Regions from separate parts of the Salvelinus alpinus genome. Here region 1 is linked to region 2. The links are chromatin contacts, called in public Hi-C maps. All regions are on one chromosome and are shown on one strand. The core of a region is the stretch at or near the end of the contact, and the rest is flanking DNA. Distances in the headings are between cores, read along the strand shown. Region 1 holds the start of usp24 (ubiquitin specific peptidase 24). Region 2 holds the start of prkaa2 (protein kinase, AMP-activated, alpha 2 catalytic subunit).

Region 1 (5,416 bases), core at 2,248-4,747, 190 kb after region 2:
TGCAGTACGCCACAGGATGTTTGTGCTGGTCGAGGGCAGTCAGGTCTGGAGTGAACCAAGGGCTACATCTGTTCTTTGTTCTACATTTTTTGAAAGGGGCATGCTTATTTAAGATGGTGAGGAAATTACTTTTAAAGAACAACCATGGAGTCATATAGTAAACAAAAAAAATAAAAAAGTGTTAAACAAATCAAAATATATTTGAGATTCTTCAAAGTAGCCCCCCTTTGCCTTGATGACAGCTTTGCACACTCTTGGCATCCTCTCAACCAGCTTCATGAGGTAGTCACGTGGAATGCATTTCAATTAACAGGTGTACCTTGTTAAAAGTTAATTTGTGAAATTTCTTTCCTTCTTAATGTGTTTGAGCCAATCAGTTGTATTGTGACAAGGTAGGGGTGGTATACAGAAGATAATCTTATTTGGTAAAAGACCACGTCCATATTATGGCAAGAACAGCTCAAATAAGCAAAGAGAATCGACAGTCCATCATTACTTTAAGACAGGAAGGTCAGTCAATATTGAACATTTCAAGAACTTTGAAAGTTTCTTCAAGTGCAGTCGCAAAAACCATCAAGCACTATGATTAAACTGGCTCTCATGAGACCCAGAGTTACCTCTGCTGTAGAGGATAAGTTAATTAGTTACCAGCCTCAGAAATTGCAGCCCAAATAAATGCTTCAGAGTTCAAGTAACAGACACATCTCAACATCAACTGTTCAGAGGAGACTGCGTGAATGAGGCCTTCATGGTTGAATTGCTGCAAAGAAACGACTACTAAAGGACACCAATAAGAAGAAGAGACTTGCTTGGGCCAAGAAACACGAGCAATGGAAATTAGACCGGTGGAAATTTGTCCTTTGCTGATGAGTCTGTGTGATATTTTTGGTTCCAACCGCTGTGTCTTTGTGAGACGCAGAGTAGATGAACGGATGATCTCTGCGTGTGTGGTTCCAACAGTGAAGCATGGAGGAGGAGGTGGTGTGATGGTGCTTTGCTGGTGACACGGTATGTGATTTATTTAGAATTCACAGCACATTTAACCAGCATGGCCACCACAGCATTCTGCAGTGATACGCCATCACATCTGGTTTGCGCTTAGTGCGACTGTCATTTGTTTTTCAACAGGACAATGACCCAACACACCTCCAGGCTGTGTAAGGACTATTTGACCAAGAAGGAGAGTGCTGCATCAGATGACCTGGCCTTCACAATCACCTGACCTTAACCCAATTGAGATGAGTTGGACCGCAGAGTGAAGGAAAAGCAGCCATCAAGTGCTCAGCACATGTGGGAACTCCTTCCAGGTGGATCTGGTTGAGAGAATGCCAAGAGTGTGCAAAGCTGTCAAAGGCAAATGGTGGCTACTTTGAAGATCCTAAAACATATTTTTACTTGTTTAACACTTTTTTGGTTACTACACGACTCCATGTGTGTTATTTCATAGTTTTGATGTCTTCACTATTATTCTACAATGTAGAAAATAGTAAAAATAAACCTTGAATGAGTAGGTGTGTTCAAACTTGACTGGTACCGTACATACACACACAAAAGTATGTGGACACCCCTTCCAATTAGCAGATTCGCCTATTTCAGCTACATCTGTGCCGACACATCTATAAAATCGAGCACAGACATGCAATCTCCATAGACACACATTGGCAGTAAAATGGCCCGTACCGATGAGCTCAGGATGCCATCTTTGTCAGTTCATAAAATGTCTGCTCTGCTAGAGCTGCCCTGGTCAACTGTAAGTGCTGTTATTGTGAAGTTAAAACATCTAGGAGCAACAACGGCTCAGCCACAAAGTGGTAGGCCACACAAGCTCACAGAACAGGATGACCGAGTGCTGAAGCGCATAGAAATCGTCTGTCCTCAGGTTGCAACACTTGCTGAATGGAAGCTAGTCCCCACAGCAATGTTCCAACATCTAGTGGGAAGCTTTCCCAGAAGAGTGGAGGCTGTAATAGCAGCAAAGGGGGACCAACTCCATATTAATGCCCATGATTTTGGAATATGTTCAACGAGCAAGTGTCGACATACATTTGGTCATGTAGTGTATATATTAACTCAGTTGGGGTCTCAACTTACTGTTTAGAGTTAGAATACACAAGGTGCAAGTTCAACATGTAGTTGTTACATCAGCAGTTTCTCTTGTTTTGTCAGTCAGACAGTCACTCAATTAGCCATGTCAGTTAACAATTTTTAGATTGTCTAGTCAGTTAGTCTAGTCAGTTATCATGGCCAAATACCGCCCAGGGGCACTAACCTCCATGGGAGCCCCATTGATTTTGTGAGTCACTCTCACTCAGATACTGTATAATTAACATGGCATCATGGCAAAATGTGTAGAATTGCAGGGCCCCCTCACTTAGGGTCCCCAAAAGGCTATAGTCGGCCCTTATGGTACTAACACCAGTCTAGTATCAGAAGATGGCCAGAGTAAACAACAAACAAAGTGTTAATCTTCTTGCTCTCAATAACTAAAATAGCGCATCAACTTGCAGCCAGGGCGTCTCCATTGGCCCATTTGTGTTTGTTGACCTGCTACGGCTAGCTGGAATTGGAAGCTAGCAAGCACCACTCACTGCTGCTGGTAGGCTTCTTGGGCGCAGCGGGCACAACCTGGCCGTCAGCAGCAGTCTCGCCAGGCTCTCCCCGGGTTTCAGAGCTCCCTCCCAGGCTGAGGACGGTAGGATGGGCCGGGGGTACTCTGGAGATGCTATCCATCGCAGCAGCCTCCTCTCCCGTGGCCGCCATCTTGCCTTTCCGTCAGTCACATGATGGAGTTTCACGTGACATTTATTGTCGTCTCTACCTTCTTGCCCTTTGTGCTGTTGTCTGTGGCCAATAATGTTTGTACCATGTTGTTGTCATGTGTTGCAGCTATGCTATGTTGTTATCTTAGGTCCCTCTGTATGTAGTGTTGTCATGATGTGTGTTTTGTCCTATATTTGTATTACATTTTGTAATGTTTAATCCCAGCCCCCGTCCCCGCAGGAGGCCTTTTGCCTTTTGGTAGGCCGTCATTGTAAATACGAATTTGTTATTAACTGACTTGCCTAGTTAAATAAAGGTTCAATAAAAAAATAATAAAAGGTTAAATAAAATAATAAAAATTAATTATTCCCCCTCTTCTGAATTCGAGCTACACCAGTTGACTTGACAGGTGCGTGCTACGTCGTGTGGTTGTCAACACTCACCATCATCACAGAAACAATATCACGATTCATTTATATTTTTCCTATTCATATTGATTGATAGTTTTATATTGTTTTGTCATTGTTCGAGTGTAGTGAGCTCGAGCTGTCCATGCTGTTTTGCCTGTAGTCGTGTTGCATTATGAACCCTTCGAATCAGTGTGAAACATAATGTTAGTGTTTGCAGAGCTAACTAGTCAGCCTAATGTTAGATGTTTTGGGGTAAAAAAAAGAGGATCCTCAAGTCCTCTCTTCGGTTCATATGGGTGGGTCAGAGTGCTGACGTTCTACGCAGGAAGTGTCCAGTGAACCATCGTGACAGCCTGCGTGATTGTAAACATGGCGCCATGCTCCGCTACAGGACTGTGCTGTTTTACATCCCGTTTGTAGCTAGCCTGAGACACAAAACTTAACCATGGAGACAGAAGAGGAGCAACATATGACAACTCTCCTCTGCATGGGTTTCCCAGATGCAGTGGCGATACGCAAGGCGCTACGCCTGGCGAAGAACGACATCAACGAGGCTGTGGCGCTCCTGACCAACGAAAGCCCCGGTCTTGGGTATGGATATGAGCCGATGGAGAGTGGCCCTGCCCCAGGCCCAAGTGGAGACGGGGAGTCCAGCGGGCGGACTGGGACTGGAGGGTTCGACCCACCTCCCGCATACCACGATGTGGTGGAGAGCGAGGTATGGGTGAAGAAGGATAGTAACGTTAGTTCGCTGGCTTCGTAAGCTAGAACACAAGCTAGCTAACGTCGTTAGCGCTATCAAATCTAGCGATGATGATGATGGCTAGGTAGCCAGACAGGGCTCGCCCTACAATACTGCATAGCGCCCTCCGCTCATGCCTGGCTGTCAAAATATAGAAGGAAAATCCGCGGCATGCATAACTCAATTTACAGTTAGCTCAATCTCGGTCTGCATAAATTCGACACCCGGCTAGTTGAGTTGTAAATACAGCACTATATACTTTCATCATCAGTATTGACATTGGGTGCACACGAGCCACCATCCGATTCAGAATGTAACTGTTGCTAGACAGCTAGCTAGGTAGTTAGCGGGGAATGTGCGAATCTCTAACGTTACATGGGCAAACTTGCTAACCAACTAACTAGTGTTTGCAATAGTTATTAATAAAGCCGGTTTGCAGAGTGAATGTGGTGATATTAAGATCTTCGCATTCATTATCTTGGGGAAATGCACATCTGTATGCAGCTTAGCATAATGTAATGGAGCTAGTGATAATGCCCGAGAAGCCGGTGTTTGTTGGATATTGGCACCGGTGTTGTTAGGCCGGAGACGAAGTCCATAGGTAGCCTAGCGGTTAAGAGCGTTGGGCCAGTAACCGAAAGGTCACTGGTTGGAATCCCTGAGCCCACTACGTGAATAATCCGTCGATGAGCAAGGCACTTAACCCTAATTGCTCATGTATGGGCTCTGGATAAGAGCGTCTGTTAACTAAAATGTAGCTAGCCAACGTTAGCTACGCGAACTAAGCTGGCTATAACTAGGTACATTAGAGAAGCTGAGATTTCGCAATCGCCCGTGAACCTGATGTGGCCATCTTGTGCTTTAAATATTGTCTAATAAAGAAAGTTATTTTTAATTGTTCATAGTCCAGTGACAACGTGATGTCTAACCCGTCTGAACTACATGATGTCTAACTAAACTCCAGCATACAGCAGCTGCAAGCTAGCTAGAGAGCATCAAGGAGGGGCAGGGCAAAACCGTTTTGGTGATTTGGGTATCAAAATAACTCAATCGCAGACGTTTTTGGTCTCATTCAGCGGTTTTTACCTGATTTGAGTAAAATACCATTGGACATTTTATGTTGAAAGATCAGTTTGTATTCCTAATACTTAAATTGAAAATGATGCTGTTGCTGCTTCCTGTTAAGACGTAATGATAGTCCAATGTCAAAACAGTTTTAAAGTGTCCAAATCAAGAACCAATAACAGTTTGTGAGAATATTGAAAACATGAAATGTACTATCTACATATACATGTGCAACAATAGTAATCGTATGTATTTTTTTTAAGGAGCTACTTATAAACTGCACAAGCTCCAAAACCTTGTTGTTTTTTCAAGTGGCAATACATCACTCAACGATTGGGGTGGGGGTATGCACTGTTTAAACTACCACAACTCTAAAACCACATGGAACTGGATAGGCAGTATTTTTACATCACTGGTTAGAGGACAACCTCCAGAACAG
Region 2 (5,249 bases), core at 2,465-4,964:
TAAATCTAAACATAGGTGGTGAAGTCAGCACAGTCTTTTTGGATCTTAAAATGGCCTTTGATACTGTGAATCCTGAGGTCCTCCTATCCAAACTATCCTCCCTTAATGTGTCCACTGAAGTCATTAGTTGGATGCATTCCTATCTGACAAACAGAAGTCAAAGGGTTCGTTTGGGGGACACTCAGTCGGACTCTCTTTACTATAACATTGGGGTCCCACAAGGGTCAATATTAGGCCCCCTTCTGTTTACCATCTATATAAATGATCTCCCACTTGCTTGCCCACAAGTTAACATGCAGATGTATGCAGACTATACAGTTCTGTATGTACACTCAAAAAAAAGACAACTAGTTGTTAACAAATTAACTGAAGCTATGGTACATGTTTCTAAATGGATGACTAATTCTTGCCTGCAATTAAATAGACAAGAGTGTTTGTATTTACTTCTCTAAGAAATCCATTGATTCTTCCCACCGAGCTGTTCTTGTTAATGGGGAGAATCTGAAAGTTGTGTCTAACTTCAGGTATCTTGGTGTCATTTTGGACTCCAAATTGACACTTAAGAAACATGTGAAGGTGGTTAACACGGTCAAGTTTGGATTATCCAACTTTAGGTTTATAAAACCTTTCCTTCCTCTGGAGGCCGCCAAACTATATATGCATGCTATGATCTTCTCACATCTGAGATATTCCCTCACATGCTGGTCACAAGCAAGAGCTACTATTCTGAAACCAATTGAATCACTCGACAAACAAACACTTAAGATTTTTGATAACAAACCAAACAGTTACCACCATTGTCATATAATTTACAAACATAATTTATTAGTCTGGATAGCTTTAAGCAGTATGCAGATGCAAATCTTGTCTTTAAGATCCTGCATAGTCTTGCCCCTCCACCCCTATGCCAGCATATCATGCTCAAGGAGAGCACCTCCAGGATAACAAGGGCAGTAACTAGAGGGGATTGCGTTGTCCCTTTTCGACACAGTAAAATTGGCCTTCTCTGTTAGCGCTACAATATACTGGAATGCAATGTCTATGGACTTGAGAAGCTGCACTGATTATTGTACTTTTAAATTTGAATTGAAAACATGGCTAAATCTATACAAACCTGTACACACGAGTTATTTGTGGTTCCTCATATGTAAGACGACAGTTGATGATAGTGTTGTTGTTGTCGTTAGAATTATATATGGTATATTATTGGATGTAATGTATTTGTATTTTGTATTGTTTTAGTGAGTATTTGTATAATGGCTGTGTAATTGTCCGTAGCTGCCTTGGGACTATGGGTGCAAATGATCTTTTGGCTAACCCCGGCACGTTTACATGGATGTTGCATTATTGTAATATTGATGTTGATTAATGTGCATTGTCCCCTGTAAATAAATCAAACAAACAACCAGACAGTCAGTCATTCAGTCAGTCAGGCTTCAGTCAGTCAGAGGTATGTCTCACCCGTCCGTGTTTGCAGATGTAGTCAAACAGCTCTCCTCCTGAGACATACTCCATCACCATGAAGAAATCTGTAGGAGTACTGATCACCTGGTACCTAAAAACACACCACACACACACACACACAAACACATATATCTTACAGAAGCTAATACGTCTGCCATAGCTCACAATGTCACTGTGGCCTAACCCTAAAAATAACATGGAGAGAGAGACACCTGGAAAGGGATTTACCCAAGTAGGAATTATAAACTTTTATCTTCTTAACCAGTTTTCAGCTAACCGGAGCAAACTGATTCCTTGTGGGAGAGAGAGCAAGCAAGAGAGGTCGGAGACTAGAAACGTGGGAAGGGATTTACCCAAGCAGGAATTATAAATTTCCATCTTCTTAACTAGAGATTTCCTCTAAATGGAATTCCTTGTGGGTGTGTGGGAGAAAAAGAGGGGGGGCAGGCTCCTGAGGCCCATAGTAAACAAACACAGTGTGTGTGGGTATGTGTGTGGGGGAAAGAGGGGGGGGGGGGGTGCTCCTGGGGCCCATAGTAAACAAACACAGTGTGTGTGGGTATGTGTGTGGGGGAAAGAGAGGGGAGGGTACTTCTGAGGCCCATAGTAAACAAACACAGTCTGTATGCGTTATCCTCACAGTTTGATGATGTGAGGGTGTCTGAAGAGTTTGAGGTTCTGTATCTCTCGTTTGATCTTGCCCACCACGTCCAGACTCCTGATCTTCTGTCTGTTCAGGATCTTCACTGCCACCTTATGACCTGTCAACTGGTGCTCTCCAACTAACACACACACACACACACACACATGAACCAACTGGAATGTCCAAAGTTTGTCAAAAAAAAGTATAATAATATGTAGTGTGTTCAACTGCTGTAGGCTACAGGTCAAATATTAAAAACAGTTGAGTGTTTTCCTCTGTTGCCAAGGTCACACAGACTACACTGAGGTAGATGCTATGCTCAGCTAAACGTTCATTGCCTGATAAAGAACAGAACCCTAGCTGTTTCAGAGTAGTCAACAAGACATGATTCATCACTATTTTTACATTACTGGACTAGCTATATCTATCTATTCACAACAATAAGAAACGTAGATAACAAACCGGTAAGCAGGGAAAACACAACATACCAATTACAGTAAGCCTAAAGCCATACACATAGATTACAAGGTGAATCAATCAAGTGTGTCTGTCTGATAGTCTGTCTGTACTCTGTAGCTCATGGTTAGTCAGTATAACAATTTAGCAATATTGTCTGTTTGCTACAATGTAGCAACACTTATTGTTGGCTAGTTCCTGATTACACACTGTCACACTCATGTCTCGAATCAAACACACCTCCTGCAGTGCAGGGGGGAGAGGAGGAGGGGGGTCTGAATTCTACAAGGTCACGTTGAGACTGCTAGAAAATATGAAACTTGACGAGGCGTTCTAGATTCTCATTCTGTCCATGCCATTGTATGGTTTACATGATCGGGGAACACTGGTGATGATAAGCACTATTAAACTATAACGGTCATGTTTATTTTCATTTAAAAATGTCCTTTCCATAGCCATATAGGGCAAGTTTAAATGTCAAACGTTACTGTCACTAGCAAAGTCAACCTCCAACATTCACTGGCGGTCAGACGATACAATTATGTGTGACCTGTTTGTTTTTACACCATCATTGTTGTCGAAGGTAATTATGCATGCTTAGCCTATCATTACTGATAAGAAGGAGTGGACAGGCTAGCTAGATATGTTGCTGGAATAATTCACCTTTCAACAAACCTAAACCACATTCTCTACATATCAACCGAGACAACGTTAATCTAGCCTATTCGTAACTACGCAGCCACTGCTACGCATTTTGCGTAGCTATTTAAATAGTCCGCCGCAAAGTTACAATCAATAACAACAAATGTTCCCACGACATGACTGTTGAGAAGCACGCGACTTAACTCTTTACTTTGCCGAAGGTGCCGACGCCCAGAGTGTCTCCTAGGAGGTAATGTCCGATCTTCACTCGGCCGCCTTCATGTTTCTGCTGTCGTTCTGCCATCTTTACCGTTTAACGTTACACCGTTCCGGTAGGCTCGAGCTGGCTGTCTACACGGTGCGCGGGACCGCGGTACACTAGACCTGTGCGTTCAGTTCGCTTGAACGTTTGCTACGTTGCGGAACGGTTTGTACTGAACGACACGTTTCCACAAAACGTTCTTGAACAGACTTTGAGGTACATTTGCTACCGTTTGGTGGTTGTGGCTTGAAGCAACGAGTGACGTATTTAAAGGGCAGTGGCCATGCTGACAGCGATCCCCAAACGCTCCCTGTTTTTTAACTGGTGATTCAGTACAGCACCGTTTCCGTTTAATTGAACGTCCCAGAATGTAAAAATGTATTGAACGCAGCCCTGGGTTTGGGAAAACCTGCACTAGACAAGGCAATATCTATCCTATCGAACACCGACTGTGTGGTCTACAGTACAGCTCCAGTTGAGGGGTGTGGGGGGTTGTGTAGGTAAAAACATGACATGAGCTTTTAAACATTCCAAACAGATTAACATTCCATATGGTATTTAGTCTCAAAGTCTGCACACTCATCAATCATTTCAGCGATTACAGTATGCTCAGTTGGCTAAAGTAGGCCTATAGGCTTAAACCTATATATTGGGTCAGAATTCTATTACAGAACAGGTCACTGATGCTAGGCCTAATGTAGGCCCATTCATGTGACCTGTTATTACAGATAATGGCCTATATACTACACATCTACAGTATTATTAGTGGGCTGAATGTCTCACATTGGTGAGAGGCACAATCCCAAACACTACTGCTGTTTTCCATTATTCTTCCCCTCTAATCAGGGACTGATTCAAACATCAGTACTCTGTCCAGATTGGAGAACAGGGGTTGTTTCTGAACCGAGCACTGTATTGGTGAGAATTATATATTTTTTATTTCCCCTTTATTTAACCAGGTAGGCCAGTTGAGAACAAGTTCTCATTTACAACTGCGACCCGGACAAGATAAAGCAAAGCAGTGCGACAAAAACAACAACACAGAGTTAATCATGGAATGAACAAACGTACAGTCAACACAATAGAAAAATGTGTACCTCTACTGGGTGTAGTTAAGTATTTCCACCACCACTAGATGTCAGACAGAGCTCAGTGCTGATCCCCTGGCCTCATTGGTGTTGATCAGTCACACACTTTCATGCCTGGGATCGCTGCCCTTCGTGTTATGTCTATGAGCCTCACAAACAGACTGAAGACAACAATACTCAACGTCAATGACAGCCAGACAAACTGACAGACAGACTGACCGATGAAACTCTCAATATGCAGACAGAAAAAAAACATATGCTTATTCTAAACTGAACTCTACACAGACAGACAATATCTATTTTGGCTTCAACAACTTTACAGTACAACGCCAGAGACCACATCATGAGGTTTGGACATAATGGCTAAGAAGGTGTTGGACAGAAGAGACAATTGGGGGCCTGAATACCGCCAAATGGTGCTGCACTGAGATCATTGGAGGTGTGCTGAAGGACAAGAGATATTGAAGAAGGGGTTGTGTAGCATCCTTATTGCATTGCAGTGCTCAAGGCGTCACTACAGACCCGGGTTCGATCCCAGGCTGTGTCACAGCCGACTGTGACCGGTAGATCCATGAGGTGGCGCACAATTGGCCCAGCGTCGTCCAGGTTAGGGGAGGGTTTGGCCGGCCGGGATGTCCTTGTCCAATTGCACTCTAGCGACTCCTTGTGGCAGACCGGGCGCCTGCAGTCTTAC

The links. A called contact is a pair of places that touch in the nucleus more often than the background predicts.
Region 1: a contact with region 2 is called in a Hi-C map of muscle, with 6 times the contacts expected there. The contact joins the promoter of usp24 here to the promoter of prkaa2 in region 2. A contact is called at or near these places in 2 of 3 Hi-C or Micro-C datasets (muscle and red muscle).

The regions. Positions count from the first base shown.
Region 1 is chr6:30,733,273-30,738,688 of SLU_Salpinus.1, forward strand. usp24 (ubiquitin specific peptidase 24) reads left to right here and starts at 3,498. Exons shown (of 54, transcript XM_071406254.1): 1 at 3,498-3,888. The coding sequence starts at 3,616. It overlaps bloc1s2 (biogenesis of lysosomal organelles complex-1, subunit 2), which reads right to left and starts at 3,004. Exons shown (of 5, transcript XM_071406292.1): 1 at 2,589-3,004. The coding sequence starts at 2,760.
Region 2 is chr6:30,541,544-30,546,792 of SLU_Salpinus.1, forward strand. prkaa2 (protein kinase, AMP-activated, alpha 2 catalytic subunit) reads right to left here and starts at 3,715. Exons shown (of 11, transcript XM_071406284.1): 1 at 3,410-3,715; 2 at 2,105-2,246; 3 at 1,462-1,555. The coding sequence starts at 3,509.